Regions from separate parts of the Mus musculus genome. Here region 1 is linked to region 2. Evidence: chromatin contacts called from public Hi-C data. All regions are on one chromosome and are shown on one strand. Each heading gives the region's core, a stretch centred on a gene start, on an enhancer-like site or on the middle of the called end of the contact. The rest is flanking DNA. Distances are from core to core; before and after follow the strand shown. Region 1 has its middle 31 kb from the start of Gm31879. Region 2 has its middle 20 kb from the start of Fcrls.

Region 1 (6,902 bases), core at 509-3,008, 79 kb before region 2:
TCCATCCCACACCACCCCCTTCCCACATCTCCTACGGATCTCATGGACCATCCCCTTCTATGCCTCCCCACCCCCACTCTTTGACACATCCCAGTCTCCATCACCAGCAGGTATGCCCTGTAAATTCACCAGCTGAGGAGGCCAGTAAAACAGCAACATTACTCTCTGAAAATCAAGAGAGAAAACAGAAACTGAAGAACAAAACAAAGACAAACTCAGAAATCAGCACCCAGACCTATAATTACCACAAACTCATATACCTAGATACCAGCACAAGATCACCATCAGTGACCCCTAGGACAGTTAAGTCCTCACTACAGCTCAGCTATCTCACTACAGCAGGCCCTCAATATTCCAACATAGCTGAAGCACAAGAGAAAGACCTTAAAACTACATAAAGATGATAGAGGCCGTTAAGAAGGAAAGAAATAAATCCCTGAAATAAATCTAGGAAAGGGGCTGGAGAGATAGCTTGGAGGTTAAGAGCACTGGCTGCTCTTCCAGAGGTGCTGAGTTTAATTCCCAGTAACTACGGGTGGGTCATAACCATTTATATTAAGATCTGGTGCCCTCTTCTGGCAGGCAGGCATACATGCAAGCAGAATCTTTTTAAAATGTTTAAAAAATTAAAAAAAAATTTTTTTAATTAAAAAAAAAGAAAATTAGGAAAAAACAACAAACAATCGTAGGAAATGAAGAAACCCAAGAAAGTTAAACAACAACAAAAATCAAACAAAACCAAAAAATCCAAATAGCTGAAGGAAATGAATAAAATTGCTCAAGACCTGAAACTGGAAATATATACAGTAAATAAAACACAAACTGAAGGAATTCTGGAAATGAAAAGTTTAGAAATTTGAGCAGGAACTATAGAGGCAAGCTTCACTAACAGAATACAAGAGATGGAAGAGAAGATCTCAAACACTGAAGTATGATGGAAGAAGTGGATAGATCAGTTAAAGAAAATGTTAAATAAAAAAAATTTCCTGACACAATGCATCCAGAAAATCTGGGACACTATGAAAAGACAAAACCTAAGAATACTAACAACAGAAGAAGGTGAAAAAACTCAGCTCAAAGGCTCAGAAAATATTTTCAACAAAATCATAGAAAAGATTTTCCAAATCTAAAAATAGGACATACCTATAAAGGTACAAAAATCATACAGAACACCAAATGGATTGGACCAGAAGACAAAGCCTCCTTGCCACATAATAACCAAAACACCAAGCATCCAGAACAAAGAGAGAATATTGAAAACTTCAAGGGAGAAAGGTCAAGTCACATATAAAGGCAGACCTATCAGAATGACACCTGATTTCTCAATGGAAACTCTAAATGCCAGAAGGGCCGGGACAGATGTCTTACAGACTTTGAAAGACCACAGACGCCAGACAGACTACTATACCCAGCAAATCCTTCAATCACCATAGATGGGGCAAATAAGATATTCATTAAAAAGCTAAATTTAAACTATATCTAGCTACAAATCCAGCCCTACTGTAGGTCCTAGAAGGGAAAGACCAATGCAAGGAGGTTAACTAGACCCATGAAAACACAGGAAATAAACAATCTCACACCAGCAATGTAGGCATAATGTTATTGTGCACTGTGTGAAGATTCAAATGCCAATTTCTGTCTCCCCTGTATCTGATTGCAATCCTTATTCAGAGAATCTCCAGTCTCAAGCTTGTGTAAACACCAGCTCCCCATTTGTTCCCAGATGTGTCAATAAAGACAGCTTAACAGCCAATGACTAAGCAGAGGAGAGAATAGGGCTGGACTTCCTGCCAGCCAGGGAAGCGGGTGGGAGAGAGAAGTAGGGTTTAGCCACCGGGAAAGAGTCCAGGAGACACCATGAGAGAACAGACCACGAAGAGAAAGCTGTAAAATGCAAATATCTCATGTACCTTACGGACCTGGGCTGAGGTAACCAGGCTAGCATAGAAGATTAAAATAGAGTAATATTGCTCAGTTATTGTGCCTTTAAAGCTTGTTAAATAATATAATAATCCAGCCTCAATCATTTGGGAGATAGCTGGATAAGAAGAAAAACTGTAACACACTTATTAAAAAGCCACTAACACAGCAAAACCAAAAGAAGGGAAGTACAACCACATACCACCACCACAAACAACAAAAACAATACCACCACCACCTCCACCATCTCCACCACTACCACCACAACCAAAAACATAACAACTACAATACCACCTCCACTACCACCACCACCAACAACAACAACAACAATGCTATCATCACCAACAACAAAATGACAGGAATCAACAATTATTGGTCATTGCTATTTCTCAATACCCACAGTCTCAATTCCCCAGTAAAAAGACACAGACTAACAGACTAGATGTGAAACCAGGATCCATCCTTCTGCTTCATCCGAGAAGCATACATCATTAACATCGAGCATGGACATTGCCTCAGGGTAAAAGGTTGAGAAAAGATATTCCAAGCAAATGGATTTAAAAGTTGTGAAAATTTTAATATCTAACAAAATAGACTTCAAGCCAAAACTAATCAAAAGGGACAGAAAAGGACACTTTATAGTCATCAAAGGAGAAATTCACCAAAATGACATTTCAGTTCTTAATATCTATGCCCCAAACACAAAGGCACCCATTTCTGTGAATAACACTACTACAGCTTAAACCACCTATTGACTTTCACACCGTGATAGCTGGAGAGTTCAATACTCCACTCTCACTAATGTACAGGCCATCCAGACTAAAACTAAACAGAAATTCTATACCAAATAACAGACCTAACAGAATATTTTAATATTTACAGAGCATTTGACCCAAACATGGAAGAATATACCTTCTTTTTAGCACCTCACAGAACTTCCTCCAAAATTGACCACATATTCTCACACAAAGAAAGTCTGAAGAGATAAATTAAAAACTCATGGAAACTGCACAACTTTCTCCAATATGAAAAGTGGGTCAAGACAGAAAAAAGAAAAAAATTAAACTCCTCCTCCTCCTCTTCCTCCTCCTCCTCCTCCTCCTCCTCCTCTCTACTTTCCCCTCCCACAGCCCTTCCCTCTCCTTCTCTGAGAAGGGGAAGGTCGCCCCTGGGTACCAACCCATTCTGGCACATGGAGCCACAGCAGGCCAGGCAAGGCAACCCAGTTAGAACAGGATCCACAGGCGGGCAACAGAGTCATGGACAGTCCCTGCTCCAGTTGTTTGGGGACCCATATAAAGACCAAGCTGCACATCTGCTACATATGTGGGGTGGTTAGGGTGGTTAGGTCCAGCCCATACATGTTCTTTGGTTGGTGGTTCAGTTTCTGGGAGCCCCCAAGTGTCCTTGTTTGTTGACTCTGTTTTCTTGTGGAGTTCCTCAATCCTTACCCCAATTCTTCCACAAGACTCTCTGAGCTCCATCTAATGTTTCGCTGTGGGTCTTTACTTCTGTTTCAGTCAGCTGGTGGGTGGAGCCTCTCAGAAGATAGTTATGCTAGGCTCTTGTCTGCAAACATAATTGAGTATCATTAATAGAATCAGGAATTGGTTCTTGCCTATGGGATGAATCTCAAATTGGACCAATCACCCTCATAGACTCCTTGGAGCCTCCCCAGTCCAGGTGTCTGGCATGACCAAGAGATGCACCCCCCACGTCCATCCCCTACCCTGTCCGTAGATTTCACTCTCCTGGCTCTCTCCCCAGCTCTCCCTACACCTGACCCCCTCTGCCGTTCTTCTCCCCGTCCCCTCTCCTACCCAGTTCCCTTCATCCACCTCCAATGACTGTTTTATTTCCCCTTCTGAGTGAGGTTCAAGAAGCCATTCTATCATTGCCTAATCCCTTAGTGGCAGTTAGGGTTACCACTTCAGAGGAACAGATGATACAAACAGTAATAGACATTTAGTGTATAATAAAGAGGGACAGGGAGTTTTGAGAAACAGTGCACGGGCCCATATTTCTGAGCCCCCCTTTCCCTTTGTAGCCAATTATATCAGATTGTAAAGTTGAGATCCCACTACTAGGATGAGCTATTGTCACCACATATGTCAGGGATAAAAGACAGAGGTCATTTTGGCAGTTACTCGCTAGCCTGGTTTGGTTCCCAGAACACTAGTTTTCAAAAAGAAGTTGCCTGGCTGAGATACTGTCCCTTTGCTTCTGAGTTCCTTGTGGGACACCAAGAATATTCTTTCCAACAGTTATACATCTACCATTTAGGACCAATAACTCAACAGTCACCCTCTGCATTAAGCATCACCCGCTGGGAAAAAAGGAGCTTCTCTAATCAAGCTGGAAGCAGCACTAATGCAAGACTGCAAACATAAACGTGTCCATTTAACACAACTGAGAGAGAGTCCCCTTTGGGCCGGAGCCATTTGCCGCCCAGAGCTTTTGCGCGTCCCGGAACTTTTGACCAGACATGGATTGACCCCTGTGGAGCCATTCTCAGTGGCTGGTTGCATCCATAGTAGACATGTCACTCACTGCTGCCCCATTGGGCATACAGTGCCTAGCAGCTGAGACCCCACATCTACAGCTACGAAAGACATCTTCTTAGGTGAAAAACAAAATAAGTAAGAGTCTAAGCCATTGGTACTTCAGGTCTCTATACCTAGCAATTAAGCAAATTGCTAATATTTAAAAGTCAACATTATATCAAAATATTAAAATTATATTTAATGATAAAAATCTTTGGTTGGAAAAGGTAAAATGGAGAAGATGAAGTAAGAAAAGCATGTGGCATTAGTATCTTTTACCTGTTTAGAAACAATTTATATTTTTAATGTTTTGAATAACTGCAATGTGTTTTAAGAATCTGTAACATATTGGAAGACTGAACACATTGGTCAAGAATTTCCAGTTCTTCAGTGTGTACTAAGCAAGTGCTTAAGAAGTGTAAGAGGTTTTTGAGAGAAAAATGTTAATATTTGAGTTCTCATGTATGTTTTAGCATGATTCTCTAAAGAGTTTACAATTATGAAGATACCCCTACACACACACGATATTCTAAGGAAACATCCCCAAGTTGTTAGCATATTTCTTGAAGGTAGTGATTTTTTATTTAATATCTCACAGGTTCAGTCTGATGATCTTGTGCCAATAACTGATAACAAATGTCAATTTTCTCTTTAATTGTGACTCTCAGTTTTCCCTTAATGATTTATGTAAGTTCTTCTCCTGTCTTCTCCTAGCACAAATGACCAATCACAACAAAGTATAAACCTCATTTCTATTTATAAAAATACACACAATAAGAGAACAGGTGTCCGCCCGGCTTGGGAGGCTTCTGCCTCAGGTTCCGTGGGAGCCATCTCGGTTCTGGGACTCTACAGCGGGCAGTCTGCACAGGTGAGAGTGTGGACTACAGAGGCTAGCAGCTTCTGGGACAGGCGAGAGCCACAGACCTTCTGAGGAGGCGCCATTTTCGGCTCCAGACAACCAGCCACCTTCCTGATCAGAGGACAGGTGTCCGCCCGGCCCAGGAGGCTTCTGCCTCAGGTTCCGCAGCAGCCATCTTGGTTTTGGGACTCTGTGGAGGACAGTCTGCACAGGTGAGAGTGTAGACTACAGAGACTAGCAGCTTCTGGGACACACGAGAGCCACAGAGCTTCTAGGGCAGCGCCATTTTCGGGCTCCAGACATCCGGCCACCTTCCTGGCCAGAGGACAGGTGTCCACCCAGCCTGGGAGGCCTTTACCTCAAGATCCACGGGAGCCATCTTGGTTTCAGGACTCCGCGGAAAGTAGTCTACACAGGTGAGACTGTGGACTACTGAAACAATGGCTACTGTGACAGGCCAAAGCAACACAGCTTCTGTGAAAGATCCTGTTTTGGGCCTTCATCTTCGGCCAGGAGGAGGTCCAAACGCCAGATAACTGTGCACCTTCCCTGAAAGAGGAGACCTTGCCTGCAGAGACTGCTCTGACCACTGAAACTCAGAGGAGAGAGCTAGTCTCCCAGGTCTGCTAATAGAGGGTAACAAAATCACCAGAGGAACAATCTCTAAACAGAGACAACTATAACAACTAACTCCAGAGATTACCAGATGGCGAAAGGTAAACGTAAGAATCTTACTAACAGAAACCAGGACCACTCACCATCATCAGAACCCAGCACTTCCACTACGCCCAGTCCAGGGCACCCCAAAACACCCGAAAAGCTAGACCTGGATTTAAAAGCATATCTCATGATGATGGTAGAGGACATCAAGAAGGACTTTAACTCACTTAAAGAAATACAGGAGAACACTGCTAAACAGGTAGAAGACATTAAAGAGGAAGCACAAAAATCCCTTAAAGAATTGCAGAAAAACAGAACCAAACAGGTGATGGAATTGAATAAAACCATCCAAGACCTAAAAAGGGAAGTAGACACAATAAAGAAAACCCAAAGTGAGGCAACGCTGGAGATAGAAACCCTAGAAAAGAAATCTGGAACCATAGATGTAAGCATCAGCAATAGAATACAAGAGATGGAAGAGAGAATCTCAGGTGCAGAAGATTCCATAGAGAACATCGGCACAACAATCAAAGAAAATACAAAATGCAAAAAGATCCTAACTCAAAACATCCAGGAAATCTAGGACACAATGAGAAGACCGAACCTACGAATAATAGGAGTCGATGAGAATGAAGATTTTCAACTCAAAGGACCAGCAAATATCTTCAACAAAATTATAGAAGAAAACTTCCCAAATCTAAAGAAAGAGATGCCCATGAACATACAAGAAGCCTACAGAACTCCAAATAGACTGGACCAGAAAAGAAATTCCTCCCGACACATAATAATCAGAACAACAAATGCACTAAATAAAGATAGAATACTAAAAGCAGAAAGGGAAAAAGATCAAGTAACATATAAAGGCAAGCCTATCAGAATTACACCAGATTTTTCACCAGAGACTATGAAAGCCAGAA
Region 2 (7,859 bases), core at 2,370-4,869:
GCGAGAGAGGCTTCTCCTACTGCTGCCTTTTTTAAAACACTAAGTTCTAAAAATAAGCAGCAAAGCATTGAACAGATTTTGTATTGCAAAGGCATCTGTTTATAAAGGCTGCCCTTTTGTCTTGGGTTGGCTGTAATCACCTGTGGCTGCTGTATTTAGATGCTTGGGCTCCCCTGAATAGACTGGGGTTGTGGGGAGAATGGCATTCCTTGCCAGACTCTCATTTTTTTATAATTCTGCAAACAAACTACAGCTGACTAGACATCCAAAGGCCAAGGAATATTCCCGTGCCAATGAGACTGTGCTAAATTGACTTTGCTTTAAACACACTGTTGGAGTGGGGGAGGGAGAAGGAGAGGGAGAGAGAGAGAGAGAGAGAGTCAGAGAAAGAGAGAGAGAGAGAGAGAAGGATCATGTGGCACAAGTGGGATCAGGGAGGAGACAAGGGAAGGGAAAGTATAATTAGAATATAGTTATGAAAAATTATTTTCAATTAAAAACATACTCAGAGTCATTATTAAAACCCTATTGTGTAATGTGCATGACATATGGCATACTAAGATAGAAGTGAGTCTGACACAGTCCTCCATTAGAAGAGAGTTACTAGAACTTGCTTTTTTACTGAGTTGATTATTTGCCACTCTAAATTGCATAGTCTCATCTGCATGATCACACTGAATGCTCAGAACCCCAAAGGGAGATAATGTTCCCTCCATTTTATAAGAAGAGAAATGTAAAGCCAGGCAGTGGTGGCACGCATCTTTAATCCCAGCACTTGGGAGGGAGAGGCAGGCGGATTTCTGAGTTCAAGGCCAGCCTGGTCTACAGAGTGAGTTCCAGGACAGTCAGGGCTATACAAAGAAACAAACAAAAAAAAAACCCAAAAGAGAAGAAGAAGAAGAAGAAGAAGAAGAAGAAGAAGAAGAAGAAGGAGGAGGAGGAGGAGGAGGAGGAGGAGGAGGAGGAGGAGGAGGAGGAGGAGGAGGAGGAGGAGGAGGAGGAGGAGGAGGAGGAGGAGGAGGAGGAGGAGGACAGGAGGGGAAGGAGGAGGAGGAGGAGGGGAGGAGAGGAGGGGGAGGAGGACAAGGAGGACGAGAATGAGGACGAGGAGGAATGTGTAACCCACTCAAGCTTCTCATTGCTAGGTGGTTCAGGGCTGCCATCACCAATCAAAGTGTTTTGCAAATGACTGATAGTTCACATGTTATTTAGAAATGAATTGTCAGTGCCACCCTTTGGCAGCCCAGGAGTCCTCTACCATGACACTCTCCTCATCTATCAGCAGTGACTGCCAGGAGTTCTTTGACTACAGGACTTGACAATTCACATCTGATCAATTAAAAGTGAACTCAAAGATACAAGCTGGTCAAATAACATCTGCACCTAGACAGACATGTGAAGTAACAAAGGGATTCAGACTTCCGGCAGGAAACCTGAATAATAAACTTGGAAGGATTTTAAGAGTTTACCTTGACCAAGGTTCCTTCTTCATGGATAAAAAACAAAGATGTCTCCAAAAGGCATCATGAAAAACCACAGGGTTGCTGGTGGAGTTGGAAGTCTGTGGAACCCCCTGTAATGGGCTTCTGAGTCACCAGGCAGATCTAAGGGTGTTATCATCACCATGTCTACTAGCCTACAATACCACCACCAATAACATCAGCGGAAAGCTGATCCTCTGCAGATGCCAGAAATCAAGGACCAGAGAGACGGAGTGACCACCTCAGACTCACAGTAGTGAACGAGAATAAAAACAGCATTGCTCCATAAAGTCCGTGCTTCTCTTCATCATTGAGAACAGTAGAAGCTTTATGAGAACACGATGACTGCCATCTTCTAATGAGACAGTACGCAGAATGCCTTAATTGCATTGAATTATTTAGTTAGCTTTTAGAATAACCCCAAGTCAGTGCCTTTTTTTTTTTTTTTTTTTTTGGCTTCTTTCAGTTAGAAACAACACAGCCTGGAGAGATTAAGTAAATTATGTAGGAGCACACAGGAATTGGCAGACCTACAACTCTAATTCAAGGTACTTCACACCACATCTTTTCTTTTTCAAATTGAGAAAAGAATTTCATATAATATACTTTGAGCATGTTTTCCTCTCTCCCAGATCTTATACCCAGATCTTATACCCACCTACTCCCCAACTTTATGATCTCTCTTTATTCTCTCTCTGTCTCTCTCAAACAATAAAAAAATAAGAAACACACACATGTGTGTGCGCGCACACACATAACCTGAAACACACACACAAAATGGAAATCAAACTAAACAATCAAAAGACTGATGTGACAAAAAATATCCAAACAGGAATTGGAGAGATGGCCCAGCGATTAAGAGCACTGGCTCCTCTTCCAGAAGTCCTGAGTTAAATTCTCAGCAATCACCGAGCAGTGGTGGCACACACCTTTAATCCCAGCACTTGGGAGACAGAGGCAGGTGGATTTCTGAGTTTGAGGCCAGCCTGGTCTACAGAGTGAGTTCCAGGACAGCCAGGGCTATACAGAGAAACCCTGTCTCGAAAAACAAAAGTAAGTAAGTAAGTAAATAAATAAATAAATAAATAAATAAATAAATAAATAAATCTCAGCAACCACATTGACCATCTACAATGTGATCTGATGCCCTCTTCTGGCAAGCAGGTATATATGCAGACAGAGCACTCATATACATGAAATAAATAAATATTTTTTTTAATCCAAACAAATCAAATGAGACAGGAAAAAAAATTACAAAACACCATTGAGTTCATGTTGTGTCAGCCAGCTACTCCTGGGCGGGGCCTACTCTAATTTGTGGTCAATTATCCAGTGAGACTCCATTGCAGTCTAATTTTTCCTTTTCCAGAGATCAATTGCAGATAGTTTCTTAGTTAAGGCTAGGAGTCTATATCTACTTCTCCCTCCCAGTCCAGTTGTTTCTGGAAGACACTATTTCCTTGCGGTCAGCCATCACCTCTGGCTCTTATAAATGTACTACCTCCTTTTCTGCATAGATCCCTGAGTCCTGAGGGAAGGGTTTTATGAAGACGGCACACTTAGGACAGGGTGCTCCTAAGTCTCTCACTGCACAAATTTCCCATTCGAGACTCCATATGTTAGTTCCTATCTACTGCAAAAGCTGCTTCTCTGTATAGTCTAGCAGAATGTCATTAGAAGTCATTTTGTGGCTATGTTCCTTTTGCAGAATAACAGTGTTAGAATTTCTCCCTAGTCCCAGATCTTGTCTCCCTACCTAGTCTCAGATCTTGGCCCCCTTAGCAGTGCCAGTTATTTCTTCAATGTCTTAAAGGTTTTATTACCATGGTTAGAGTCATCCGAGATATATATGTTTAGGCTACTGTACAGCATACCTTATTAATCATCACAGAGCACTGCCTCTTCATCTGCCTCTCCTGGGAGAATGCTGACATGTGTGCAGTTCTCCTTATGTATTTGTGGATTCAACAGTGTGTAGCCACACAAGATCCCAGGTCTATCAGTTTGGTCTAATATCAGGGAGTGACTCTGAATAAAGTACCCCATGTGTCTCGTCTAGCTGAGAGGACAGGTCAGTGTGGCTTGCTTTTAAAAGGCTGGTAGGAGCAGTCTGTTAGGAAAGAGTGCCCTCTTCTGACATAGTCGGGGTTCTGCAGTCTCAAGCCCTCTTAGTCTCTTAGAAACCACAGGAACTGCAGGCTTGCAAAGAGGCCAGCCAGCTCTGGCACCAGCCCTTAGATCAGAGGTTCTGGGGCTCACAACCCTTTTTGGGGGTCAAACAACCTTTTCACAGGGGTCACATACCATATCAGATATTTACATTATGATTCATAACAGTAGCAAATTTACAGTCATGAAGTACCAACAAAAATAACTTTATGTTGGGGTCACCAGCATCAGGAAGGGAAGGTTGAGAAGCACTGTCAGAGATACTGCTCTACTTTTGTCACATCTAGCCTAAGTTTGAGGCCAAATCAGATGTCGGGTTGTGGTTATGATTATAGCATCTTTTTCTTTGATCATTCCTCTGCTCAAGTGTCCTCTCAATCATCCTCTGCTTTATCCCCCTGGACTCCTTCGGCCCAGGACTTGTGTGGAGAGGCCAACATTTCCCATCATCCTTTGCTTCCTGACAGTTGACTTCTCTGACCCTTTTTCTCTCACCCTGCTTCCATCTATAGCTCCTCTCTGTTCTTGTTTACTGTTGCCATAGATGCCGTGGTTCTGTCTGTCACAGGGATAGCCTCCACCTGAATTGCTTCCCAGGATTCCCCCAATGTTGACCTATCAGACCAGAGGTGCTACCAATGGGAAGCAGTAACAGGGGAAATATTGACAAAGATGGGCAAGCGCCTCTCCAACAGCCATGGTCCAGATGTAGCCTGCCTGCTCCCTTACCTGTGGGCATGAGCAGGTGAGGGCAGACTAGACTGCAAACCCCTGAAAGGAATGGATACTGTGGTCTCTAACACCTAATCCTGACCATTTACAATGGCTCCATGGTGCAGGAACTATATGGACACCTGGAAGAGAGAGAGAGAGAGAGTCGGAGAAAGAGTCTTGAATTAGAAACCCTACTCTATGCTCGTTTCTGAGTGGCTCAACAAGTCTAAGCCACCTTCCCTATAAGAGCAAATGATAACTTTATGATGGATTAAGCCTTCTGAATTTCATAGTCAGACTTTATAGAGTCAATAAATATCTGGCAAGCTGCTTCTAACCTGGTGTCCTATAGTTTTGTAACAAATACCTATAAAATCCCAGGAAAAGATAAATCTAATAATGATACTAAACACTAAAATTGAAGACTCAGAAACCTACCAACAGAAGATGTGATTTGAATCTGAGGTGTCCTGCACAGCTCTTTGGTTCGTGGCACTGTCTGGAGAGACTGTGGAACCTTTAGGTGTGAGATGTCTGATGGAAGTCCTTCACTGGGCCTGAGACTTGGAACATGGTAGCCTAGCCTCGGTTCTCATCCCCACTCCGTGCTCCCCCCTCTGTGCTCCACATTGGTATACGAACATGCTCGTCACCATGCTGTGCTCTCACCTACACACTGAGCAGCGCTGCCAAGTCCTCCTAACTGTGGTGACCTGTAACCTTCTGGGACCATGAACCTAGATAAAATCTTCCTTCATTGTTTCTAGCAAGTGTTTTAGTCACCATGATGCAAAGGTAACTAACTAATGTAGAGGGTAAGATGAATCTCCTAAAACTTTAAGGTCTTTAGAATTGAAGAACAATAGGACAACTTGGCTGTTAGAAAAATCAGAGCAGACATATGTGAAAGTAAGCAGAAAAAGTCACTTTCTTACACTACAAGATTCTCCCAACTCTCCAGTCTAGTGCAGAAGTGCAGAAGACAAACTCAGTCCTGGGATCGCACTTCCACAGGGTGGAGAAATCTTGAAGAAATAAGAATGGCATCCTCCCACAATTCAAAGTATCAGCCTGAAGGCTGACCTCCGATCTCCCCAGCCTTAGTTTTCAGTGATAAATCAAGAGTAGCATAAGAGTTGACAGTCATCCTGATGGTTGGTCTTGACTGTCAATTTGACAAGTTCTAGAAACAAGAGTCTGGGCATACCTGTAAAGGATTACCTATGCTTAGTTAACTGTGATGCAAAGGCCCACCCTAAATGTGGGCGGCACCATTCTGAAGGCTGGGAAGGCAGGATCCATAAAAAAGAGAGAGAGAGCTAAGCAAACAGGAACATCCATCTTCCTGTGCTTGAATGTAATGGCGCTCACCGAGCCTCTCACCCTGACTGCTGCGATGGAATGTGTCCCCTCAAACTGTGAGTTTAGGTCAGGTGTTTTGTCTCAGCAGTGAGAGAAGTAACGGATACAGGCACTTGTCCCCAAGACTGTGTGCCTAGTCTGACTGTTCCCCTGTGCAATCAAGTTTCAGAAATGAAAGGGATCAAGCACAGGCTCTCTATGTACAGCCTCATCTTGGAACAAATTACTCCAAGCTATGTTCCAGCCAATAGAGAGAAAAGGCAAAATTAAAAATCTTTCTTTCTTTAAACTGTACTCAAAACCAGAAGAAGCAATTGAACACTGTCGTATTAAATAGCCTTGCTAGCCTGAGGTCAAAAGCCTACTTGGTATTTCTCAAGACTGTCTTATTTCATATTTCTTTTGTTTTCTGCTCCCCCTTCCACTGCCCTTCAAAGACCAAGAAACATTGTTTATAAATAATGTTTTTTCCCAAGTTGATGAAAACCCAGATAAAACATGACCTACTCCACTTCTGATGCGAATAGCAAGTCCAGTCAGGCCAATGTACTGCAGCGATTGTTTACCTAAAGATTCTTACTCCCGCCTGTCTTCCTTTGTCAATCCAAAACCATAGGATCTCCATAACACAGGGCAACCACAGGATATCCGAGAGGCAACCCAGTGAGGATCCAGTATGGATAGAGTAGCAGAAGCCAGAGGCCTAGTACCAGTCCTTGCAGTGAACATTTGCAAGCAAAGAAGTGTAGACAAAAGGGTGTACTGTGGGACACACTGGGACACACTCCAACTTCCTAAATGAGATTTTTTTCTGCTGAGGGAGCGATATTGCAAGGGTAGAGTGTGGGCATATAAGTGAGATTGGGGTGCAGGATGTGAGCTTCACAAAGAACCAATAAATAGTTAAAGAATAAAATATATTTTTATCAACTAAATTATAATGACTTTCTTATTATGATTAAATTTAAGACAAATGGTATAAATGGTTTCATTGTGTAACTCTGGTCTCTGAAGACACATAGGAGGAGGTTTTGTGTGTGTGTGTGTGTATGAAAATATGATTTTGTGAATATATACTATGATATAAACTAAAATATTCTTAGTTTGAGATCCCAGAAGTTACTTGTTTCTCCCTTACTCGGTCTCATGTCTGCAGGTCCTTTCTTTAATGTGTTGACTAGTTTACCCATGTGTGCAAAATGTGTATAATTTTGTTTTTATCACTTGATTACAACTGAGTTAAATTAAAATTCATACAATGAATAGACTGTTGCTGTGATAAAATATCCTGAACAAAATTAAGTTAAGGGAGAAAAAAAAGAGTTTATTCTCCTCACAGTTCCAGAAATATTCCATCATAGCAGGGAAGCTAAGCCGGAAGGAAGAAGCTTAGAGCAGCTGGGAAGGTCCTGCCCACAATTGGGGAGCAGAGAGCAAGGGATGCATCCTGTAGTTCCACCCCCTTTCATCACTTACACACCTCGGGATCTCAGCCATGAAATGGTGCTATCCACAGTGGGCAGGTCTTCCCACCTCACTCAGACAGTCAGGATAGTCCTCTACAGACATGTCTCCCAACTGATTCAACTGCCATGCCGACAACTCACCTTCACCATCACAGAGTGGGAGCCAGTGTATCATAGGACTCATTTCACTTATTTTCCAGAGACTAATCTGCTATTTCCCCCTAATTTTCAATATTCTTTAAATCTCTGTAATTAATGTTGATTGTTTTTCTGTATATAAAAAGGAAGCTTTGTTTCTTAAATATTGTTATGAGAGCCAAGGAATAAAAAGGGGGGAGGGTGAAAAGCAGCGCCTTTCACACTTTGCCCACTGAGCCACCTGAGTGCACAGCTGGGGTCTGCTCCTGGTAGCTTTGCTTGCCCTAGAATGAAGCCTTCTAAAATTTGCTTACATGGGTAGACCTGTGTAAATACACTCCAAAGCAGTTCTGCATCCTACCCTAACACTCAGTACTAAGGTACAGGTAGGAACAGCTATCTCTGAGAACTCTCAGATGGGTGGTTTCCACACCTGGATATTCAAAATAGAATAGAATAGAATAGAATAGAATAGAATAGAATAGAATAGAATAGAATAGAATAGAATAGAATAGAATAGAATAGAATA

What was found. A called contact is a pair of places that touch in the nucleus more often than the background predicts.
Region 1: a contact with region 2 is called in a Hi-C map of bone marrow-derived macrophages, with 7 times the contacts expected there. The contact joins two enhancer-like sites. A contact is called at or near these places in 4 of 39 promoter capture datasets (the C10 cell line, the HPC-7 cell line, embryonic stem cells and 1 more), 3 of 15 datasets of contacts at CTCF or cohesin (CD8 T cells, large pre-B cells and pro-B cells), 50 of 484 Hi-C or Micro-C datasets (the 63-12 cell line, B cells, the BV-2 cell line and 32 more), 5 of 115 datasets of contacts at active chromatin or transcription factors (bone marrow-derived dendritic cells, embryonic stem cells and microglia) and 1 of 9 other capture datasets (bone marrow-derived macrophages).

Annotation. Positions count from the first base shown.
Region 1 is chr3:87,317,642-87,324,543 of GRCm38.p6, reverse strand. No RefSeq gene overlaps it. Among named protein-coding and RNA genes, the nearest start is that of Gm31879, 31 kb to the right of the region's middle. Within about 2 kb of position 1,758, at least 6 of the 459 cell types and tissues checked have an H3K27ac peak or open chromatin away from gene starts, as enhancers often do. A contact at or near this core is called in bone marrow-derived macrophages, where this site is marked.
Region 2 is chr3:87,239,586-87,247,444 of GRCm38.p6, reverse strand. No RefSeq gene overlaps it. Among named protein-coding and RNA genes, the nearest start is that of Fcrls, 20 kb to the left of the region's middle. Within about 2 kb of position 3,619, at least 3 of the 459 cell types and tissues checked have an H3K27ac peak or open chromatin away from gene starts, as enhancers often do. A contact at or near this core is called in bone marrow-derived macrophages, where this site is marked.